Linked DNA regions of Oryctolagus cuniculus: region 1 is linked to region 2. Evidence: chromatin contacts called from public Micro-C data. All regions are on one chromosome and are shown on one strand. Each heading gives the region's core, a stretch centred on a gene start, on an enhancer-like site or on the middle of the called end of the contact. The rest is flanking DNA. Distances are from core to core; before and after follow the strand shown.

What was found. A called contact is a pair of places that touch in the nucleus more often than the background predicts.
Region 1: a contact with region 2 is called in a Micro-C map of ear pinna, with 2.4 times the contacts expected there. The contact joins two enhancer-like sites. A contact is called at or near these places in 2 of 6 Hi-C or Micro-C datasets (ear pinna and skin fibroblasts).

Annotation. Positions count from the first base shown.
Region 1 is chr1:232,630,547-232,635,685 of mOryCun1.1, forward strand. No RefSeq gene overlaps it. Among named protein-coding and RNA genes, the nearest start is that of PTGES, 15 kb to the left of the region's middle. Within about 2 kb of position 3,620, at least 3 of the 8 cell types and tissues checked have an H3K27ac peak or open chromatin away from gene starts, as enhancers often do. A contact at or near this core is called in ear pinna, where this site is marked.
Region 2 is chr1:232,245,519-232,250,374 of mOryCun1.1, forward strand. PTPA (protein phosphatase 2 phosphatase activator) reads left to right here. Exons shown (of 10, transcript NM_001082680.1): 5 at 653-770; 6 at 3,236-3,335; 7 at 4,092-4,216. Among named protein-coding and RNA genes, the nearest start is that of PTPA, 17 kb to the left of the region's middle. Within about 2 kb of position 1,268, at least 3 of the 8 cell types and tissues checked have an H3K27ac peak or open chromatin away from gene starts, as enhancers often do. A contact at or near this core is called in ear pinna, where this site is marked.

The DNA of each region.
Region 1 (5,139 bases), core at 2,370-4,869, 390 kb after region 2:
ACCCACCCACCCTCCAACCAATGAGCTCCCCCACCAACCCACAAACCAACCAATCCACCAAATAACCAATCAGCTAGCCCCCCACCAACCAAGCCAACCCACCAGCCAACCTACCTACCCACCAATAAACCAACCAAACAACTCACCCAGCAACCAACCAAAGCACCAATCCACAAACCATTCAACCCACCAATCAATCAACCAACTCCTTCACCAACCAACCAAAAAACCCATCTACCAATCATCCCACCAAGCAACTAAACAATCTACCTACCAACCAACAGGCAAACAACCCACCAACTCACAAACCAACCAACCAATCAACCCACCCACCCACCCACCAACCAACCAACGTACCTACCAATCAATCAACTAGCCCACCAACAAACCCACTAACCCACCAAAAACCCACTAACCCACCAACCAACCAACCCTCCAACCCCCTCACACACACCCCACCCGCCAGCCAACCAGTCTGAGCCCTCTCCAGCGCCCTGGGCCACCTCGTCAAGTGCAGGCTCTGCCCGCTGAGCTGTGGCTCGGGAGTTTCCCCAGAGATCACATGTGGGAAAAGTAATCCCAGAGCCAGGAGTAACGGCATCTGGAGGTGGGGCTTTCGGGAGGTGCCTGGCGGGTTGGTGGGTGATCGAGCCGACAGCTTTGTTCCGAGCGCAAGCTCTTTCCTGCAGCTCATCCGCCTCACCCCGCGATGCCCGGTGCTGCCTCGGGACTCTGCACCTGCGAGAAACCCACACCTCCCCAGATGCAGCCACACGACCTTGGACTTCCCAGCCCCAGACCTGTAAGACTCAGATCCCTCTATGAGCTACCGAGTCTCAGGCATTCTGAGAAATGGCAGAGCCCACGGCAATACACTCAGCCTGAGCCAACTTCCCGTCCCTTCCACCCTCACCCCACCACCCCACCACCCCACCCTCCGTTCCCACTCATGGGCTCAGACGAGTCTGTGTGCCTTAGAACACAGGCCGCTCTGTTGGAGAGCAATGAGCCCCTCACTCCTGACCCCAAGCAAGGGGTCGTGAGAACCCCTGGTCTGCAGCCAGTGGTCAGGGGCACGGGTGACTCTCCTGAGTCACAGCTGACATCTAAATGAGGGGCACAGGGGGCCGGCGTCGTGGTGCAGTGGGCTAAGTTGCCACTTGGGACACCCGCATCCCACATCAGAGCGCCGGTTCTGAGTCCTGGCTGCCCTGCTTCTGATCCAGCTCCCTCCTAAGGTGCCTGGGAAAGCAGCAGATGAGGGCCCAAGTCCCTGGGGCCCTGCCACCCATGCAGGAGACCAGCATGGACAGCCTGGCCCAGTCCTGGCTGCTGTAGCCACTTGGGGAGTGAACCAGCAGATGGAAGACCTCTCTCTCTCTCTCTCTCTCTCTCTCTCTCTCCCTCCCTGATTCTGCTGCTCTGCCTCTCAAATAAATAAGTACACCTTTAAAAATGATAGAAACAAGGAGGGAGGGGTGCTAGCTACCGGACGGAGCCTTTAACCAGGGGTTTCTGCGACTCCAGGAAGTAGCAGGAGAAGGGCGTTGAGAGTAGCAGGGGTGCGGGAAGCGAGCTGTTCTCCCAGCAGGGCATCATTGTTTCACTCATAATCAGAATTCTGGAATCACTCATCAGACACTTGACACTTTCTTTCGGGCCCGGTCTCACCATCCGGTGTGAGTTATCTCAACGGACTGTGTGGGCTCCCCACTCGCTGGGCCCCCGGGGACCACACGTGGCCCGTGGCTGCCGCCATGGCCGCCGTGGCCGGGCATCTTTCCCCAAGGAGGAGGCCGACCTCACCTGCCTTTCACCGTGTAACGAGTGTTCTAGGACTCGACACCCTCCTGGGTCAAGGTCACGGGTGTGGTCAGACTCTCAGACCAGCCTATCGGTCCAGCCCCCGAGCCCGCGAATCACGACGCTGAGGCTGCCCCAGACCCCGGCTGATCTGGGCCTTCGAGGTCCACGCCACACACCCCAGAGCGGGATGGAGAGCACACAGAGTAGTGGCAAACCCAGCATGGAGCTTGACCGTTGGAAAAGTGCTACCTCAGCCATCTCGTGCGGTGAATCTCCCCCCGCTTTTAGGGGAGGGGAAGGTGAGGCTGGAGAGGCCATGTACCTGCCCCCGTAGCCTACAGGAGCAGGAAGGAGCACAACCCTGCATGAGTGCCTGGGCCCCGTCAGGCGCCACCCCTGCCTGTGAGAGCACCGCCCAAAGCCTCACTCTCTCCATCTCTAAAGTGGGTACGATAGACCTGCCTCCCAGGACCCCTGAGACCACAGAACTGTGCCGGCTGAACTGCAGACCATCGCTGCTACTGCTGGTATTTTAGCAGCTGGGATTCAAAGGGGCAACAACTTCACGCAGAGGGCAGGCGATTTTTCGTTTGTTTTCTACTTTATTCAAGAGGCGGAGAGACGGGGGTGGGGAGAGAGAGCCAGGGCTCCCCTCCTCTGGTTCACTCCCTAACTACCCACAACCGCCGGGGCAGCGCGGGGTCAAAGTGCAGGAATCCCCTGTGAGCGGCACCTGACCGCTTAGGATCCGCATCACCAAGAAGCTGGAGTCAGGAGCGGGAGTGGGGCTTCAAACGCAGGCCCAGACCTGGGACACGGGGCGCGGACACTTTACTGCGGGAAAGCCACCGTAAACACGGCAGCCACTCAGGACACACGAGGCCCAGCCCTGGATCCCGCCCTGTGCCTCGTGAGGCCTCCCTGCAGCAAAGCCCTGGCCCCCGGGGTCCTCGCTGCCCCTCTGCCCTGCCTCGGAGGCGGGGCTACCCCCCTCTGCTCTGTTGGGTGCTCAGCGCCCCTGGAAGCAAAGCCTCCCCTCCTCCAAAAGCCAGTTTCGGTCACCTGTCCCGACCACGTGGGGCTCCAGGACACTGCCCGCGCAGGAGGGCCTGCCCGCTGTCACCTTGCGCTGGCACAGACAGGACACGGTGGCCGGCCACGCCCCTCGCTGCCAGCAGCCCCCTCCTCACTGTGTTTCCCGTCGCGCATTCTCCAAGCAGGAGTCTGGCTGCTGGCACTGGGACCCTGTCACCGTTGAGCATGCCAAGGGCGGCCGCGGAGAGACGAGACCACCAAGCCCCCCCCCCAGGGGGGGGAGGGGGCCCAGAGGCTGAGCGGACCCAGTCTGGCTTCCAGCCAAGTGTAGGACCTGGCCAGAGAGAGCAGGCTCTCACTCCCAGACAGGGGGAGCAGAGACCCGGCCTCGGCTTGGGGTGTTCCACCCTAGCCGCCAAATTAATGCCAGCAATTAGCCAGCTGTGTCCCGGCCCCCAGTGCTTTCCATGTGTGAGCTCATTGTCTCCCTGCGGCTGTCTTCATGGGTGGGGCTGTTAGGATCCCCATTTTAGAGATGAGAAAATTGGGGTTCAGGATAAGGACGTGACTCAACCAACATCTATAAAAGACTCCGCAGAGAGCCCCGGGGCGTGGGGAGGGCTTGGCTGAGCGGGGGCTGAAGCCCGGAGCGGGGTGTGGCTGGACCCAGCTGGACGCTCCAACCCCACCCAGGGTCTCGGGGGAGCAGAAAGGGAGTGCGTGCGCTCTGCGTGCCGGGAAGTCATCCCAGGGCTGGGGAGCGGCACGCCTGAGGCCGGAGCCTGCCAAGGCCACCCCGCCCCTGCCTGGGCACAAGCTGCAGCCCGGCGTGACAGCCCCAGGAGGCCCTGCGCCTCCTATCTCATGCCCGGAAACCCAGCCAGCCCCTGCAGGCGGGCGACGTGCCTGGCATGTTTTCAGGCATTACCAGGGCGTGTGCGCATGTGTGTGTGCGTGTATGCGTGTGTGCACGCGTGCTTGCGTGTGTGTGCACGCCTGTGTGTGTGTGCACACCTGTGTGTGTGTGTAAACGCTTCTCCCCCACTCCCACCTGCTCTGCTGAGGTTCGGCCGCGTACCTGGTGCAGGGCCTCGGGGCTGCGTGAGGCCCAGGGGCCTGGGGCCTCGGAGCAGAGCCGTGTGCGGCTGAGGGTGATTGGACCCCACTCCAGCTCAGGGTCCCAACCCCTTGCCCTCCTCCCCCACCCCTCCCCCAGCCGCCCAGGCCTGGCGCTGCTTCCAGCCTCGTACCCCGGCCCTCGCGGGAGGCCTGGGCCAGCTGGAAACCCGAGGGGCTCTGGGCTCTGCTTTGTCCTCCCTCTCTCCCCAGCGTGACTCAGCCAGGGACAGGGCCTGGGCGGCAGCCAGGGCCTCCATTTTACGCAAGCTTTGCTCTTCACGCAAACCACAGGCCGGTGAGGGCCTCGCCTCTGCCTCTCACTCTCCAAGGGCAGGCTCCGGGCGCTGGGCAAAGAGCAACCCCCCCGCCCCGGAAGCAAAGTCACCAGTGCAGGGGGCTTCCCCCAGAGCCAGCTCAGCCCCTCGATGCTGCGTCCCGCTGCCCCCCCCCACCCCGTCCTGCCTGCTATCCCCACCACGCCCTCGTCCTCTTCTCCAGCCAAGAGAGTGACCACCAGCTAAATCCGGCGGGCAAGCCGTGGCCGCAGGGTTTTTCCAAAGGGAGCTTCGCGTCTGAGGACAGCCTGGTGCTAGGTCACGTGTTCATTCCTTCACGCGTGTGTGCAGTGGAGCGGAAAGAGTGTTGGTGCAGGAGTCAGACAGCCCGTGGGCGTGTCCTGCTCCGCAGGGGCCACTTTTGCAACCTGGGACGTCCCGTCCCTCCTCCGTCCCCTCGCGCGGGCTGTGGGCAAAGACTGCTCTGCAGAGTTCAGACTGAGCCGGGGCACCGAGCTCTGGGGTACAAGAAGGGCAGTGGCCGGCTCAGGTGTCTGGGGGCTGGGGGAGCCCGAGGTGGGGGACAGTGAGACTGTGCTGCAACAGGGCCTGAGAAAGACCTGCAAAGGGGACAGCCTCGCGGGCAGCCTGGGCCCAGAGCAGCAGGTGTGACCAGGGCAGGACCCAGGGGACCCCCGCCTCCGCAGGCGCTGAGAAGGGACTGTGTCTCCCGCTGGTGGGGAGGTCTGGGAGCAGCCACACAGGGGAAAACTCAGAGCTGTGAATTTAAGAGCTGAGTGCTGGAGCCAGCATTGTGGCGTGGTGGTTTAAGCCGCTGCCCGTGATGCTGGTATCCCTTGTGGGTGCCGGTTCGAGTCCTGGCTGCTCCGCTTCCGAACCAGCT
Region 2 (4,856 bases), core at 18-2,517:
GGGCAGCCTGCGGGCTTGCGACAGCCTAGTCCTCTTGAAGATCTGGTGGCCTGTAGCAGAGGTGGCTGGCGAAGCAGAGCCGCAGCGTGGATCTCCAGGCTTTCAGCCGCACGCTGCCCCCCGTGTCAGGCCGTAGACATTCCAGTGCTCCTGCAGGGCCCTCGTGTGCCCTCCCAGACTCGTCTGGTTTCCATCCCTAAGTTGATTTTGTTTTTGAACCTGACGCGTGTCTCAGACCCAGGCGGTGGTCCTGTGACGCCACAGGTCTGGCTCTCTGCAGTGTGGACTCCACCGTGTATACGGCACAGGTCTTCATTGCCCGTGATGGGCTTTTCCGCGGGTCCCACCCCTCGGCTTCTCGGAACACCCTGGCGTGTGTCTCTGGGTAGACTCAGGGCGCCAACCCAGCTGCCGCGGGACAGTGGTCCCGAGCCCCAGTGAGTTCCCAGAGGGAGAGCTGAGGGGTAGCTCTCCCGACCCCCCTCCACGCTCCCCCTCCCCCCGCCGCCACCTGTGCCCTGGAGGGAGGGGTGCGCGGGACAAGCTGCTGCGTGGAGCCAGCTCTCTGCCTGCCCCTGTGGCCCGGCAGAGCGGGGAGCCAGGCCAGACGCTGCCGAATCTGCCGCGGCCACCTGGTGTCTCTTGTTATCAGGAAGCAGAGGGCTTGGTGGCCGCCGTGGTGCCCGCCCACCTGGCAGCTGCTGTGCCGGAGGTGGCCGTGTACCTGAAGGAGTCCGTGGGCAACTCCACGCGCATCGACTACGGCACAGGTAGCTGCCGCTCGCAGGCCCTGCCTGCTGGTGGGGGCCGCATGTTGCTCAGGGCCCCCGTGGGTGGGGGCGTGGCGGTGTGGGCGGCCTGGAGCCGCGGCCCTCGGCCTGGTCCACCAGGGGGCGCCGGTGCCGCAGACGTGCTGCCTGCGTGCACAGCGCTGACAGCGCACGTCACCCGGGCGATCTCTCGCTGGCTGCGCCTCGGGCAGCTGCTGGCGGACGGCCTGAGGGAGAGCTTCTTGCTGACCACTGCAGCCTCGTGTGCACTCCCCTGGCCCCTCCCTCTTTTTTAAAGATCTTACAGTATTTTGGAAGGCAAAGGTGCAGAGATGGGGAGAGAGAGATGTGCCAGCACACGGTCACTGCCCAGATGACCCCCACAGCCAGTGCTGGAGCAGGCCTGCGGGTCTCCCACAGGGGGCAGGGGCCCAAGCACGTGGGCCATCCTCTGCTGCCCTCCCCGGCACCTCAGCAGGGAGCTGGATCGGACATGGGGCGGCCGGGACTTGAACTGGGATGCCGACATCGAAGGCAGTGGCTTACCCAGCTGCGCCACGGCCACGGCCCTGCCCTTGTCTCTTCGTCTCTTTGGCTGTGCTCTTGAGCTCTGGCTCTGTCGTCCAGGCCAGCCTGGCTGAGAGGGATGCGTGGCCCCGGCCAGGGCGGCCCTGTTTGCAGGGCTCACCTTCCTTTCCATCTGGGGAGGTGGCGCACAGGCCCTCTTGCAGCTGGGGCCTGGGAAAGCTCTGTCCCCTGCCGATGGGGCCAGGTCCAGCAAGCAGGGAGCCAGAGGGGCCCGGGGAGGCGGGGCAGTGGCGATGGCCGCTCGCTGCTGCAGCCGCAGCTCTCTGGGCCTGCCCGGCTCTGCCGCTGGCCCTCCATGCGGGGCCGGCCACTCCTGCTGGGTGCACCCTGGGAAGGAAGGCGGGGCTCTTCCTCCTTGTTGCCAGCGTGCGCCGCCGTTGCTGCTGGCAGCCACGCTGGGCTCTCCGGGTGACGGCGACGGCTGAGCCTGGCGTGGCTGACGTGACAGTGGCCCTGATGCAGCGCTGGTGTGTGTCCACACGGGCGACGCCCCGCAGCCCCAGCCTGCTTCTTCTGCAGCTCTCTTCCCGGCCTCGCTCCCGGTTTTATTAGTGGTCTCCATCCGACTCCTTAGGGAGGGGACAGGTGTGCGTGTGTGGGCTCTGCCCCGGCACCTGGGATTGGACAGTCTGTGAGCAGACACGGTGCGGGAGTCGGGTGTAACGCCTGTCTTCCCTGCGGGGTCGGAGGTCGGAGTGCCCACGTAGCAGGTGCAGTGGGTAGGGTGGGGCGCCTGGGACGCCTGCGCCGTGTCGGCTGCTTTGCTTCCCGGGAGCACTGGCGGGCGGCCGCAGTGGTGGCTGAGACCGGCCCTGCCTGCCATCCATGCAGGAGGTCGGATGGAGCTCCTGGCCCTGGCCTCGGCCTGGCCCGGCTCTGGCTGCCGTGGGCATTTGGGCAGTGAACCAGCGGATGGAAGGCTCCTCTCTCACTCTGCCTTTCAAGTGAAAATTACGTAAAACTTTATTTCTTTTATTTGTTTGAAAGAGTGACAGAGGCACAAAGAGCTCCTTCATCGACTGGTTCCTCTCGCACTCCCAGCAGGGAGCTGCATCGCAAGGGTGGCTCAAATGGGTGCTCTGACGCGGGGAGCAGGCGTCGTGGGTGGCAGCTTATCCCTCTGCACCACAAAGCCCGCCCCAGACTGGAAAACACTGAGAGGGGCACACCGTGGCACAGTGGGTAAGCCGCTGCCTGCAGCGCCAGCATCCCGCTCGGGCGCCAGTTCCAGTCCCGGCTGCTCCACTTCCTGTCCAGCTCCCTGCTAATGCACCTGGGAGAGCAGCAGAGGACGGCCAAGTGCTGGGCCCCTGACCCACGTGGGAGACCCGGAGGCAGCTCCTGGCTGTGACCTGGTGTTGTGACCATTTGGAGAGTGAACCAACGCATGGAAGATTCTCTCTCCCTCTCTCCCTCTCCCTCCCTCTCTCTCCCTCTCTCCCTCTCTCCCTCTCCCTCTCTCTCCCTCTCCTTCTCTCCCTCTCCCTCTCCCTCTCCCTCTCCCTCTCCCTCTCCCTCTCCCTCTCCCTCTCCCTCTCCCTCTCCCTCCGTATCTCTGCCTTTTGAATAAATTGAATCCTTAAGGAATACGTAGAGAGGAGTCGCTGAGTGGTTTGATGAGCCGGCCAGCTACGTCTAAAGGCCCGTTGGGGAAGTCAGCGGCCCGGGCCCCGGAGGAGGCAGCGGGTGGTCCTGGGCTGGCTGCAGGGCCTGGTTCTTTCTGGACGGGAAAGCAGCCCCAGTGCCTTGGCATCAAGCCCCCTCCCAGGGCCGCTGACCTGTGACGTGGGCTCGGGGAGAGCAGGGTCAGTCGCGGCTCTGTTTGTGGAAGACTCAGCGTGGCCGTGGCCGTGGCCGTGGCCGGTGTCTCTCCCCAGGGCACGAAGCAGCCTTTGCTGCTTTCCTGTGCTGTCTGTGCAAGATCGGGGTGCTGCGCGTGGACGACCAGATAGCCATCGTCTTCAAGGTCTTTAACCGGTGAGGCGCGGCCGAGACTCCTGCCGGGTTTGGGCTCACCCCCAGGGACAGGCGTGCGGCCCAGAGGCTGTTGGTGCTCACCGGGGTCTGTGTGGGAGGCACCGGGCTGGCGTGGCCTCAGTGGCCCGGTGTGGGTGCAGCAGGCCTGTGTGGGAGGCACCGGGCTGGCGTGGCCTCAGTGACCCGGTGTGGGTGCAGCAGGCCTGTGTGGGAGGCACCGGGCTGGCGTGGCCTCAGTGGCCCGGTGTGGGTGCAGCAGGCCTGTGTGGGAAACACCGGGCTGGCGTGGCCTCAGTGGCCCGGTGTGGGTGCAGCAGGCCTGTGTGGGAGGCACTGGGCTGGTGTGGCCTCAGTGGCCCGGTGTGGGTGCAGCAGGCCTGTGTGGGAGGCACCGGGCTGGCGTGGCCTCAGTGGCCCGGTGCGGATGCAGCACGCCTGTGTGGGAGACACCGGACTGGCATGGCCTCAGTGGCCCAGTGGTAACAGGTGCAGCATGCCTGTGCGGGAGACACCGGGCTGGCGTGGCCTCAGTGACCCAGCGGTAACGGGTACAGCAGGCCTGTGGTGGAGCCCAGGGACGGGGCTGCCATCTCTGGGGACCTTAACAGTTGGAAGTGGAGGGCAGAGGAGAGGCAGTGCTCCCATGGGGAGCCCAGGTCTTGGGGCTTTCTGCGGCTTTGTGCTCCTGGGTAGGCGTGGCCTCGGGGCGCCCAGGCTGTCTTACTGTTGGCTCTCTTCCTTCTCCCCTCCGTGTAGGTACCTTGAGGTTATGCGGAAGCTCCAGAAAACCTACCGGATGGAGCCCGCCGGCAGCCAGGGGGTGTGGGGCCTGGACGATTTCCAGTTCCTGCCCTTCATCTGGGGCAGCTCCCAGCTGATAGGTACGGGGGCGGGGCGGGGGGCACCGCTCCTCCCAGTTGTCCTGCTTGCAAAGCAGGCACCGCACTGGCCGGGCTGCCGGGAAGTGATGCGGGCTGGAGCAGGGCCGTGCGCCTGGTGTGTGACAGCCTGGCGGGAGGCGCGCTCAGCTCCGGGCAGCGTCGTCCACTGTTGGCAAGCAAGGGGCCCCTCGGGAAGCTGCTGCCTAGGGCCGGGCACCGGGCCCGCCCGTGTGGGCTCAGGTGCGCCTGCCTGCTGGCGCCCTCCCACCTGGGGGCTCTACCAGAGGGTGGGGTGGGTGGCGCTGCGCCCGGCGCTGTCCTCAGGTCTCCTTGGCGAAGCCCTGGGAGGGTCCCTGCCGGCACAGCCGGAGGGAGGCAGAGCTGGGCGGAGCTTGTGAGCGCTCAGGGCCCCTTAGCCCGGCGGAGTGTGAGCGCTGTGTGCTGGGGGCTGCGCCTCTGCGAGCGTCCTGAGCACGCGGGGCACTCCAGGACCTTCACGGCAAGCGGCATCAAAGATTAGTTTATCTCGGCGCAAAAACGTCTGAAATCCACCCGCCGTATGTTTGTCATTGATACACATTTTCCGTGAGCTTTTTGAATCCCCCGTACCTCCACAAACCTCTGTGGTGTGGCCTGGTCG